Regions from separate parts of the Mus musculus genome. Here region 1 is linked to region 2. Evidence: chromatin contacts called from public promoter capture Hi-C data. All regions are on one chromosome and are shown on one strand. The core of a region is the stretch at or near the end of the contact, and the rest is flanking DNA. Distances in the headings are between cores, read along the strand shown.

The links. Capture Hi-C pulls out chosen DNA fragments and counts their contacts.
Region 1: a promoter capture Hi-C map of liver shows a contact between it and region 2, with 3 times the contacts expected there. The contact joins the promoter of Zfp729a here to the promoter of F630042J09Rik in region 2. A contact is called at or near these places in 1 of 39 promoter capture datasets (erythroid cells) and 2 of 9 other capture datasets (adipose tissue and liver).

Annotation. Positions count from the first base shown.
Region 1 is chr13:67,634,509-67,641,369 of GRCm38.p6, reverse strand. Zfp729a (zinc finger protein 729a) reads left to right here and starts at 3,589. Exons shown (of 4, transcript NM_183146.4): 1 at 3,589-3,723. The coding sequence starts at 3,688.
Region 2 is chr13:67,274,963-67,281,389 of GRCm38.p6, reverse strand. It overlaps F630042J09Rik (RIKEN cDNA F630042J09 gene), which reads right to left and starts at 2,796. Exons shown (of 4, transcript NR_033540.1): 1 at 2,645-2,796; 2 at 865-2,256; 3 at 194-418. It also overlaps a transcript of Zfp458 not described here.

The sequences.
Region 1 (6,861 bases), core at 2,340-4,839, 360 kb before region 2:
AGATATCAGGCTTTCGCCCTGGCATCTGACTCCCAAGTGTTCATTGGTAAAATCAAACAATTGAGATTTTGTTAAAACAACAATTAGCTAAGGCCCACAATTGGATTGGATGTAAGAGGTGGGGATTTATTTCAAATTTTACAAGGTGATGCAAACTTAAGTACTCCATGAAAATTATCTGCTGAATCTAAAAAATAATTGACTCTGGTAGAAAAGAGATATAGGATGACTGCTTGAATCCCAAACTAGATTGTGTTATTTTTGGCTTCTTTCATTCCCTCACAGGAATTCTCATATATAGAAAAGATAATATATTAGAATAGATATTTCAAACACATAAACAGAGCAAAAAGTTACAAACATATACAGAAAATTTTTTAATTTGATTATGAGAGGGAGAATAACACTTCATCAATTACCAAGAATAAACCCATCATAGATTGCAGTGCCTTACACTAATGCTGAAGTTATCACATTATAGGTAATCAATAAGGATTGGCAAGGAACTTGCAATAATTTTGGGGGGGAAGAAATTAACAAAAAAAACCCCACAAAAGCAAAAACAACAACAAACCACACACACACACACACAGACTAATTGGATTCTTCCTCAGTTATTGAGATGAACAATATTTTCGAAAGCTCCTACCTTTTACACAGATGGCAATAAATCAGGAGAAGCAGGTTATAAATCAGAAAACATAAGTAACATAATTCAGAGTCAGAAGTCAAATCAGAACTCTCATGTTTATATCAGATTTTTCTAAACCTCTTAATATAGTTCTCAATATGCAGAGAAACTTCTTTTGCATATAAAAACTTATTTCAGATGATTCTGAATAAAGACTGTTATTTAGACAATGGTAACTAATTGTCTTAGTCAGGGTTTCTATTCCTGCACAAACATCTTGACCAAGAAACAAGTTGGGGAGGAAAGGGTTTATTCAGTTTACACCTCCACACTTCTGTTCATCACCAAAGGAAGTGAGGACTGGAACTCAAGCAGGCCAAGAAGCAGGAGCTGATGCAGAGGCCATGGAGGGATGTTTCTTATTGGCTTGCCTCCACTGGCTTGCTCAGCTTTCTTTCTTTCTTTCTTTTCTTTTTTTTTCTGATAAGAGTCTTTAATATTCCCTCTGAAATTTCACAAGCCAGGCCTCCATCTTCTGCACTCTTCTTAACATTATTTTCCAAGCTCCTATAGAACATACCACAGAGCACTTAACACAAAATGGATCTTCTAGCGAAAAGTTCCAAAATCTTTCCACAGTCCTCCCCAAAACATAGTCAGGTTGTCAAATGAATACCCCATTCCTAGTACCAAATTATCTTAGTCATGGTTTCTATCCCTGCACAAACATCATGACCAAGAAGCAAGTTGGGGAGGAAAGGGTTTATTAGCCTTGCTTCTGAAAGGTTTCACAAATCTGGTAATGAATTACATGGCCATCGGACTGGTTGATTTTGTGTCAAATTGACACAAGCTAGAGTTATCACAGTCTATATCTTTTTATTGAAAACATAATCTTGTCTATTTCCTGAGGAACTGATTCTAATCTTTAGTGGTTTGATTATTGTATAACAAGGAGACACTGATAGTTTGAATATGCTTGGTCCATGGGAAGTTGTACTGTTAGGAGGTATGGCCTGATTTGAGGTATAGTCTTTCTACAGGAAGCATGTCAGGAGGTGTTGTTTGGATAACTCATATATGTGGTTGAGTCTGGCCAGTGTGACCCAGAGCCTCTTCCTTGCTGTATGCAGAAGACAGACCCCCTTCTGCTGCCTGCAGATAAAAATGTAGACCTCTCATTTCTGCCTAAACCTTACCATGCTTTCTACCATGATGATATTGAACTGACTCTCTGAAAATGTAAGCCAGTTCCAATTAAATGTTTTCTTTCATAAGGGCTTATCCCTAACTAGCTTACAAGTAAAAGAGGTTCAGACTCGAGGTTATTTCATCTGGCTTTGACAAGTACTGGGGTTCAACCCCTAATTTACTCTTCCTCTAACTGCTTTCTTGGCTACCTTCCCAGTGGTGTACTTCAGATACTTAATGTTTCTCCCAGCCATGTACACCCCCCCCCCATGGCAGCTCATCCTCTTCACCCATTCTTCCTCCTTTTCCTGGCCTCTTTTCCTTCTCTCTCTTCTCCACCCCATACCACCTAACTCAAAAGCCACCTACTTCTAGTCCTTCCAGTAATAGGCTGTACCAAATTTGATTTAACTAATAGTTTTCAATCAAGGAACAAGGTTTGCACAACAGAACCTTTTAAATGTGAGAGGTCCATGGTAAGCTTAGACCTTCAGATATAAAATTTAGTATTACAATACATAGCAACATACCAAACCTCAACACATACACATATTGGAAAACTAACTATGCTCAGAAATGTTAAGTCCTTCTGGTTGTTGGCAATGCCCTTCACTACAGCCATCAGGGGGATGACAGACCACTCATGACCTCATTCTAAACAGACATGCCAATCAAATGTCCAGGTGAATGTACTGCTTGTTGACTCTAGTTTTTCTAAGTTAAGGAATCTGTTCTGATCCCTAGGCAAACACACTCCCTAGAGAAGAAAAATTGGAATGGGATTTTGCACAGTCTCTGCTCTGAAACAGCTTGGCTTTGAATTATTGTGCCTCAGGGAAGTATGAAGACTTTTCTGTAATGCCATTTGTAGCTTTAACTCAAGCATGAACTACACAGGAATAAACCTTCCCACGAAAAGATGGGAATTCTCCATACTCCAAGTTTCCAGTCTAACTTCTTTAATACATCGACCTCATTTTACAGTGATATGAACATATTTCTGATACCTTTGAATTCCAGGAGGAACTATCTCGGTGTTCTGTTTAGGAGAAGTGAGGGAAGTGCAAGGCAGCTACCAGTAATGTTCAAGTATTATCAAATGTGAATGATGACAGGATCAGTGGAGACAGGAAAATCAATAAGGAACATCAAACCAAACACAGAGGGAAATTGAAGAGCCAGTACACACACCATTGTGATCCAAGGAGCTCTGCCCCTCCTCTTGGGAGAGATTCAGAGGAGGAAAGCAAGTGCTCAGAAAACACTTCGTGGTGACTCAGTTTGATTTCTAATTCTGTCTTCAGCACCTGGGATGGTTTTGATAGCATATTAAAGAGATAATGCCCACTCCTACATTAACTTCCTGCTTTCATATTTTAAATAAACAATGAAAGCATGAATTTTCCATTCGGTAGTAATATTCCATAAGTAAATCTGTGCTTTAAAAAACCAAGGGGAAAAAAAAAAAAGAAAGAAAGATCGAAGCTTTAATCTCACAATGTTTTAGCAGAGATAACAAGGAAATGTGATAAACATTACTGTGAAACTCAGCTCACAGGCTAACATCGCTTGCTGTAACCAAAGACTTTTTTAAAAGCCCACTTTCCCTGTGGCTGCCCATGTGCTGCAGCTTAGTTCTTTCCAACTTCAGCTGCCCACAGCTGGACCGCAAGGCAGGCAATGCACAAGACATCTTAGGTGGGGTCCCTGTAAGTCCTTCCAACTGACTTGTGGGAAGTGTAGTCCTGGTTCCTGTTTCGTCATTAGAAAGGGCCATCGGACTCGAACTTCCTTATTCTTCCTTCAAACTTCACTCCTCAAATGTATGCAGTTGTCCTGCTCAGCGCTGCATCTGGATTTCTGAGATGGAGTTCGGTGCAGGGACCAGCGCCTTCTTTCAGGTCTGAGGGGCTGTGCAGGGTGGCAGGTAGGGCACGGAGGGAGCTGGCTCGGGCTTGTTGAGAGGCAGGAAGCTGCTGACCTGGAGATGCTGTGCTGACCTAAGCTGGGCCGCTGCGCCTGGGCACGGGTTTGAAGGGGAGAAGGTTGAAAACAACAGGATGGCAAGGGCAGGCTGGGTCTGCTGACTGCCTGTTCCCGAGATGCTGACGGGAGCGCACTCATCATTACCTAGCTGACCCGTTCTCACGTGACTGTAGTCAGATTCTCAGGGCATACAGAGCACTTGGACTTGTAGCGCCCTCTGTATGTTATGTCCTGGAGACTACTCCTGGTTTGAGCTCAAACAGCTTCCTAAAGTTCCTAGTGTCCAAGGAGCAAGAATCCTGTGAGGGAGGGCAAACTGTTGTGTGGGATGTTAGTTCCTGTTCCTTTGGAATGAATTGTTAGACTCACGGATGCCCTGATTCAAATCACATTTTCTGATAGACACCTTTGTGACCTGAATGCGACAATACATGGCTATAAAACCACAAAATAATCTTGTAGTTGGTATGAACCAGTGTTTGCACAATCCAAATAAATAGGATTTTACACTAAAGATTAAAAATCACTAGACAATAATACCTCAACAGTTCTGAGTATGTGTTGTGTCCAAAATTTTGACTCCTTTTCAGATGTGAGAGACGACTTGGGGTGATGAGAGATCACAGGGTGGCACTGGAAAGTCTGAAAGGGAAGGGGGAAATGCCTCTGCTCATCTGCCAGGCTCTGTGCATTGCTTTCTAATCTGCCAGACTCTGTACATTGTTGTCTCTTCACGTGCTTTTCTTCCTAGAGTTCACGTTATCAGCAGTGTCTGAACTCTTTTAAATTTTCTTTTGTCCCTCAATGTGACATTCAGGTTTAGTGACACACCCTTAATAGTTTTAGAAAGAATTCTCCAATTTTTTCAACTGTATTTGAAAAGCTGTAAGATAGGGAAGGAGAGATGGCTTATTGGTTAAGAGCATGCCTATTCTTCCAAAGGTCCTGAGTTTAATTCCAGCAACCACTTGTTGGCTCCCAACCGTCTATTATTGGATCTGATGTTCTCTTCTGGTATGTCAGCAAAAGAATGCTCATATAAATAAATAAATAAATATTTTGAAAAGTTGTAATATAAATTTCAAAAGCCGTGGCACTCTTGGGGTCTTATGATTTACACATAGTAGGTTTATGTTCATGTAAAAATGCACAGTTCTCCTCTTAAAGGGCTAAGAGAATTGTTTAGTCCACAGCTATTTGAGTAGCCATGATCTAAGAACATAGATTTAGTTTAAACCAAATTCCATACTCCAACATGGAACCAGTTTCATGGTTGTACAGAACAAATAATGTCATTGACCAAGGAAAATTTGAAATACATTGGTGTGAGTCTGATAGAGGCATGCACTATGAGACATTGGAGATATTTTCAATGTCTAAGATACCATCTGATGAGATTTTAGCTTTTGGATTGATAGAAGCTCATGTTCTGCCTAGTCAGTGGATTCTGGGAGGTTTTTATCTATTGTCACAAGCTGTGTGGCCGACTACAGAGTGAGGCAAGGACTGACCCTGAAGGTAAAACCAGCCCAAGGTAAGACAGCTAACCCTAAACCTGCAGAATTCCAGGCTCTGCCTCTCAGTGAACTTCCACGTGGGCCATCAGACTCTGCACCCACAGACTCCTTACAAGAGTTTTGCATTCACAGAATACACACAGGTTTTTTTGTCTGTTTGGTTTTTTGTTTTTGTTTTTTGTTTTCAGGATTTCTCCTCCACAGCCCCTCCCCTATCTCAGGGGATCTTGCTTATATTATCACTCTTCAGTCAAACCAAGTGTTTGTGAGCCAGAGCTGGAGCCTGACTTACAGCATTCAAGTCTACTGTCAGGAAGCATGGGCTTCAGACCACCTTGTCCTAGCTACTGGAATTTTCAATGAGTTTGCAACCACATCTAGAATAAATAAACATTTCCTAGTTAATGATGCTAATCGGTAGGGAAAATATAACAGTATATGAAGTCGGGAATCACATGCTACCTTGTACACCAAAACACATTCATTACAACATAGAGAGGGTACAGCAGGGTGCTCATATATAAACTTACAGACACCAAATAGTCGTATATTTTCTATTAATCAGCCCTATGATAGACAAGTGAGCTAAAGCCTATTGTGTCATTCATCTCTGTGTTTTGGGGGAGGAATCAGGAATCCTGGAGTTCAAAGTCATCCTTTCCTTCATAGCCAACTCAGGGGAGCCTAAGCTACTTGAGACCCCTTGATTTAAAAGACTTTTAAAGCATACTGTATTGGGTGTAGTAATTACTTCTGTTGCTCTCAGTTCTGAGCACCAGTGACCTAACTAGAATCCATCCACTTGATATCTTCCTAATCCTAAAACCTTACCAATCTAGTATTTTGCTAGCATCCTTTTGTTAATGACTTGTGTTGAAGATCAGGATCTTGCTTACATTTACTGTGCAAGCAGTTAGGGTGGGGGGCATTCTCTCTGCCTTGCTTGACTAGCAGGGAATGTTAGCCTTTCTTTGTACTCTGACTATTCTCTATTATTTTCTGTCCTGACCCCATGGGCTGTCTGACTTTACCTGAAAGTTTTCAGAACATCTGACTCTGCCAATGGAAAATGACAACTGCATCTACCACTGTCTGTCACATGTGGTATCACCGCCATCCAGGCAGTAATCTGTCAAGGTGGGTTTCCTTCCTCTTCCTCAGGGAGGAGTCCAGTCTCCTATGCTTGCAGTCCTGCCCTTTTCCTCGAGGCTCTTTTCATTTCATTCTAATACTGTGAGCGATGGTATGAATAATCGACTCACTCATTTTAACAGACTCAGGCAGCAACCTTGTTATGTTAGACAGGTCGTTCTGGGAAACTCTGAAGGGTCCTGTGTTGGGTGATGTCATTCAGTTTCTGGTCTGGGCTGTGTGCATGTCAAGTGGCCATGAAAAGAATGCAGAAACCTCATTTGTACTGATTTTGATGGGCATCAAAAGAAGAAAGGAATACACCCGAGAAGCACAGGTTGATGTCATTTTCTGCCTTTAAAATATGTCTGTCAGTGAGTTCAAGGACACTTTTCTTTCTTCTTT
Region 2 (6,427 bases), core at 1,547-4,046:
GAAACACACATACACACACACCAGCTAATTTTATATTAATGGGTCACTTCTAAACCTCCCCAGGGCTATCACAGACTCCCCTCCAGTATTCCATGCTTCACACTTTCTAAATCTATATTTTATCTTTGTTGCCCTGTGACCTTCTGAGCAGTCCACCCACCCACCTATAGGGCTGCTTTCCCTTTCCACTTACATTGCTGGATGACTTCTCTCTTGCAGCTCTTACATCTGATCCTTCTGCCCCCGAGCCATGGCAATTCTCTTCTCCTCCTTCTACCTCAGTTTTTACCTATGCAATCTAAAACTCCTGCTTGTTTCACCATGCCAAGCCAGTCACCTTTGGCCACTTTATTCCCAATCAAAGCCAACTGGGGGCAGGCTTCCTTTAGAGCCCGAACATGCAAATTCTCACGTGATTCTGGGAGTTGAATAAGACAAAGTATTAGAACCAATTCTCATCACATAGCTACCTCAGTTTAGGTCTCTGCTGATCAGACATAGATTCCTCAGAACAGGCAAGCAGAGTCTACTGCTCTCCACAACCACCAGAGGCTTACTCAGTGTGACTGTGGCTATTGCTCCAGCAATACAATTATGTGTCCCAAAATACCCAGGATTAATGGTCACATCTGGAGAATCTATACAGGCAGAGAGAAGAGAGGAGGCTTTCTCAACACAATTGAGAAAAACAGAATCATACACAAGGCTTTTAGCATGAATGATCCCGCTCTCGCCTCTGACCAACAAACTAAAATTAAATATAGCTATGAGTATCGACAGCATGGCAAAAGTAAAGAGAGGATTGTAGTACATGAAACCTATGGAATATACATAGAGGCCACCAAATTCCCCACAGATCCTCACCAAGTGGAAAGGGGTTTCCGTGGGCCTTGCCAAAGCAGAGTCCCAAAGCATTCGTACCATATACTGTTCCATGCAGGTGCTGCGTCTCCGCCGCCAGATCTCCTGAGGTCTCCGAAAGGTAAAGAAATGCAGACCAGAAGCCCCACTCCTGCCAAGAATGCAGCTCTTGCTCAGGAGGCTCCTGCAGTCACCACAGGCAGGTGGACAAGTCCTGCCTCCCTTACCTCAGGATGTGAGCACAAGAAAGCAGCAACAGTAGTCCAGTCTGCTCACCTTGCACGGGGTTCCTTTAAGGTAACAGCACACTTAGCAAACATCCAACAAATGTGTTTGAGCTCACGAGTATAAATAAGTGAGAAAAGCAATTGCGTGCTGGTTAATTTTTTCAACAATCGCTGCTGTTGGGATAGCAGAATGGATAATGAGTTTCAAAAGAGTGTCAAGTGAAGTGGAAACTTAAGGGTTCTTTGGAAAGTCAGTTGTGTCACATGGGGGTTTGCTGGGGCAAACATGTGAGGGAGTGTTTTCCTGAAGCAGACACAGGTGAGAGGACATTTTGCTAAAGCAGACACATGAAAGAACATTTCGCTGAAGCAGACATTTGTCAGGACTCCACAGAGAGAAATACACCAAAAAACTTGTGCTCCTGGGGCTGGAGAGATGGCTTAGTGGTTAAGAGCATTGTCTGCTCTTCCAAAGATTCTGAGTTCAATTCCCAACAACCACATTGTGGCTCACAACAACCATTTGTAGTGGGATCCAATGTCCTCTTCAGGTATCAGAAGAGAGCAACAGTGTATTCACAGGCATAAAATAAATATTTTTTAAAAAAAAGAAAAGAAAAAAATAAAAACTGCTGCTGCCATGCTGCAGTTTCTTGTGGCTTCCACAGACTCAGGCTGATTGACAAAGTGATGTAAGCTGAGACAGACCCACGCACTGAGGCAAGACATGTGCTGTGGCAAGACCCATGGAGGACTCAGGATATTTGGAGGGAGTGTAAATAGGACTGGCTGGACAGTGAAGGTTGGCTTGCTGCTGCAGCCGGCTGTACAGTGCTTGTTGGTCTCAAGTCTTCAAGGATCCCAGCTTTGCTGAGAGAGGCACAGCAGAGAACTTCTGGCATACCTCCTGGGCCCTCGTGCTGATTTGGCTGAGGCCTAGCTGTTCCTGCCACTGCTGCTGATTTGAGTTTACTATCCCGACACCACCAAACTGGACTTCTGGTGTATCCAGGAAGTGTTTGCAAGTGGACTGAGCTGCTGCTGCCGAACTATCAACTGGACTGCTGATTTCCTGAAAATGCAAACAGGAGTTGCTCCAAAGAACCTTTCTTCACAGGTCCACTTGCCCCACATCATCTTTTTCTCACTGCCTCTGGTGGGTGGTGTGCTAGAAGGGAGGGTAAAGTGGTTAAGGACCATCCCTAAAAGTAGACTTTGAAAAGAAAGTAAAGTTACAGTCAAGTGTCCTTAAGTTGAAAGGCCACTAAGTATGGGGCTGGACAAATGTTTTGTAAGTTTGTGAGAATTTTGGTGCCATGTCAAACAAGACATTTTCAGTGAGCGTGAGAACCAAAGAGGCATCAAGAGCCGCTGGGAGTTAAAAGAAATCAATGACTCTTAAGATGATTTTCCTTCCCACATTAGTGTATTACTTGCATATTTTAAAGTACAACCGAGTCAGCGTGATTTCTTCAGGCTGTAATAAGATTAAAATTACAACATACAGACCAGAAAGGACTTGTAAGCCTAACATTTCTGTCACAGGCTCAACTTACATTCACATAGCTCCTGTTGTGGATCTGACGGTGAACACGAGCCTGACTCCCATTGGCTCTCCTCCAGCCTCTGCATCTTTCTCCCATACTCTACTGTGGGATTCCAGAAACAAATTCAGCAACAGTAGCAATCACCCTACCTGAGTTCCAGGAATTCCTTCGCACAGACTTCTGGGAGATGTAGTCTGGATACTGTGACGTCACAGAGAACCATCTAGGAAATCCTCATAAGGCTTTTGGTTTGCGCATGAGTCTTTCTCAAAATCGGGCAAGAGTCCCGCCCTGCTGTACATTCCTGTTGTGTCTCTAACACAGAGGTTGGTCCAGGAAAGCAGCACGGCCTAAAGGTCTATGGGGGTGAGGGGTGGGGGTGGGGGGTGCACCTAGAAGAAAGCAGAGCAGTGCAGGGAGGGGGGGCTGTGTATATAGTTAAAAACTTAAAGGTACCTTACTGAGGTAGCAGTTTTATACCTTAGCTCCTCTCTCTCTCTCTCTCTCTCTCTCTCTCTCTCTCTCTCTCTCTCTCTCTCTCTCTTTCTTCTTCTTCTTCTTCTTCTTCTTCTTCTTCTTCTTCTTCTTCTTCTTCTTCTTCTTCTTCTTCCTCTTCTTCTTCTTCTTTTTCTTCTTCTTCTTCTTTTTGGTATACATATTAGTTAATTTTAAAGGATAAATATTACATATGGGAGTTTCTTTTTTCTCCCTCTCTTTTTTTATTAATCATTTTATTTGTTTACATTTCAAATGATAGCCCCATTCCAGTTTCCCTTTTGCAAAACCTCCATCCCCAACCTCCCTCCCCTTTGCCTCTATGACTTTCTTCTTTGCTCTAATATTTTGACGATCTAAACAGGTGTTGTACTTCTTTTTTTTTCCATTTTTTATTAGGTATTTAACTCATTTACATTTCCAATGCTATACCAAAAGTCCCCCATATCCACCCACCCCCACTCCCCTGCCCACCCACTCCCCCTTTTTGGCCCTGGTGTTCCCCTGTACTGGGGCATATAAAGTTTGCAAGTCCAATGGGCCTCTCTTTCCAGTGATGGCCGACTAGGCCATCTTTTGATATATATGCAGCTAGAGTCAAGAGCTCCGGGGTACTGGTTAGTTCATAATGTTGTTCCACCTATAGGGTTGCAGCTCCCTTTAGCTCCTTGGCTACTTTCTCTAGCTCCTCCATTGGGAGCCCTATGGTCCATCCATTAGCTGACTGTGAGCATCCACTTCTGTGTTTGCTAGGCCCCGGCATAGTCTCACAAGAGACAGCTACATCTGGGTCCTTTCAATAAAATCTTGCTAGTGTATGCAATGGTGTCAGCGTTTGGATGCTGATTATGGGGTGGATCCCTGGATATGGCAGTCTCTACATGGTCCATCCTTTCATCTCAGCTCCAAACTTTGTCTCTGTAACTCCTTCCATGGGTGTTTTGTTCCCAAATCTAAGGAGGGGCATAGTGTCCACACTTCAGTCTTCATTCTTTTTGAGTTTCATGTGTTTAGCAAATTATATCTTATATCTTGGGTATCCTAGGTTTGGGGCTAATATCCACTTATCAGTGAATACATATTGTGTGAGTTTCTTTGTGAATGTGTTACCTCACTCAGGATGATGCCCTCCAGGTCCATCCATTCGGCTAGGAATTTCATAAATTCATTCTTTTTAATAGCTGAGTAGTACTCCATTGTGTAGATGTACCACATTTTCTGTATCCATTCCTCTGTTGAGGGGCATCTAGGTTCTTTCCAGCTTCTGGCTATTATAAATAAGGCTGCTATGAACATAGTGGAGCATGTGTCCTTCTTACCTGTTGGGGCATCTTCTGGATATATGCCCAGGAGAGGTATTGCTGGATCCTCCGGTAGTACTATGTCCAATTTTCTGAGGAACCGCCAGACTGATTTCCAGAGTGGTTGTACAAGCCTGCACTCCCACCAACAATGGAGGAGTGTTCCTCTTTCTCCACATCCACGCCAGCATCTGCTGTCACCTGAATTTTTGATCTTAGCCATTCTGACTGGTGTGAGGTGGAATCTCAGGGTTGTTTTGATTTGCATTTCCCTGATGATTAAGGATGTTGAACATTTTTTCAAGTGCTTCTCTGCCATTCGGTATTCCTCAGGTGAGAATTCTTTGTTCAGTTCTGAGCCCCATTTTTAATGGGGTTATTTGATTTTCTGAAGTCCACCTTCTTGAGTTCTTTATATATGTTGGATATTAGTCCCCTATCTGATTTAGGATAGGTAAAGATCCTTTCCCAATCTGTTGGTGGTCTTTTTGTCTTATTGACGGTGTCTTTTGCCTTGCAGAAACTTTGGAGTTTCATTAGGTCCCATTTGTCAATTCTCGATCTTACAGCACAAGCCATTGCTGTTCTGTTCAGGAATTTTTCCCCTGTGCCCATATCTTCAAGGCTTTTCCCCACTTTCTCCTCTATAAGTTTCAGTGTCTCTGGTTTTATGTGAAGATCCTTGATCCACTTAGATTTGACCTTAGTACAAGGAGATAAGTATGGATCGATTCGCATTCTTCTACACGATAACAACCAGTTGTGCCAGCACCAATTGTTGAAAATGCTGTCTTTCTTCCACTGGATGGTTTTAGCTCCCTTGTCGAAGATCAAGTGACCATAGGTGTGTGGGTTCATTTCTGGGTCTTCAATTCTATTCCATTGGTCTACTTGTCTGTCTCTATACCAGTACCATGCAGTTTTTATCACAATTGCTCTGTAGTAAAGCTTTAGGTCTGGCATGGTGATTCCGCCAGAAGTTCTTTTATCCTTGAGAAGACTTTTTGCTATCCTAGGTTTTTTGTTATTCCAGACAAATTTGCAAATTGCTCCTTCCAATTCGTTGAAGAATTGAGTTGGAATTTTGATGGGGATTGCATTGAATCTGTAGATTGCTTTTGGCAAGATAGCCATTTTTACAATGTTGATCCTGCCAATCCATGAGCATGGGAGATCTTTCCATCTTCTGAGATCTTCCTTAATTTCTTTCTTCAGAGATTTGAAGTTTTTATCATACAGATCTTTCACTTCCTTAGTTAGAGTCACGCCGAGATATTTTATATTATTTGTGACTATTGAAAAGGGTGTTGTTTCCCTAATTTCTTTCTCAGCCTGTTTATTCTTTGTATAGAGAAAGGCCATTGACTTGTTTGAGTTTATTTTATATCCAGCTACTTCACCGAAGCTGTTTATCAGGTTTAGGAGTTCTCTGGTAGAATTTTTAGGGTCACTTATATATACTATCATATCATCTGCAAAAAGTGATATTTTGACTTCCTCTTTTCCAATTTGTATCCCCTTGATCTCCTTTTGTTGTCGAATTGCTCTGGCTAATACTTCAAGTACTATGTTGAAAAGGTAGGGAGAAAGTGGGCAGCCTTGTCTAGTCCCTGATTTTAGTGGGATTGCTTCCAGTTTCTCTCCATTTACTTTGATGTTGGCTACTGGTTTGCTGTAGATTGCTTTTATCATGTTTAGGTATGGGCCTTGAATTCCTGATCTTTCCAAAACTTTTATCATGAATGGGTGTTGGATCTTGTCAAATGCTTTTTCTGCATCTAACGAGATGATCATGTGATTTTTGTCTTTGAGTTTGTTTATATAATGGATTACATTGATGGATTTTCGTATATTAAACCATCCCTGCATCCCTGGAATAAAACCTACTTGGTCAGGATGGATGATTGCTTTAATGTGTTCTTGGATTCGGTTAGCGAGAATTTTATTGAGGATTTTTGCATCGATATTCATAAGAGAAATTGGTCTGAAGTTCTCT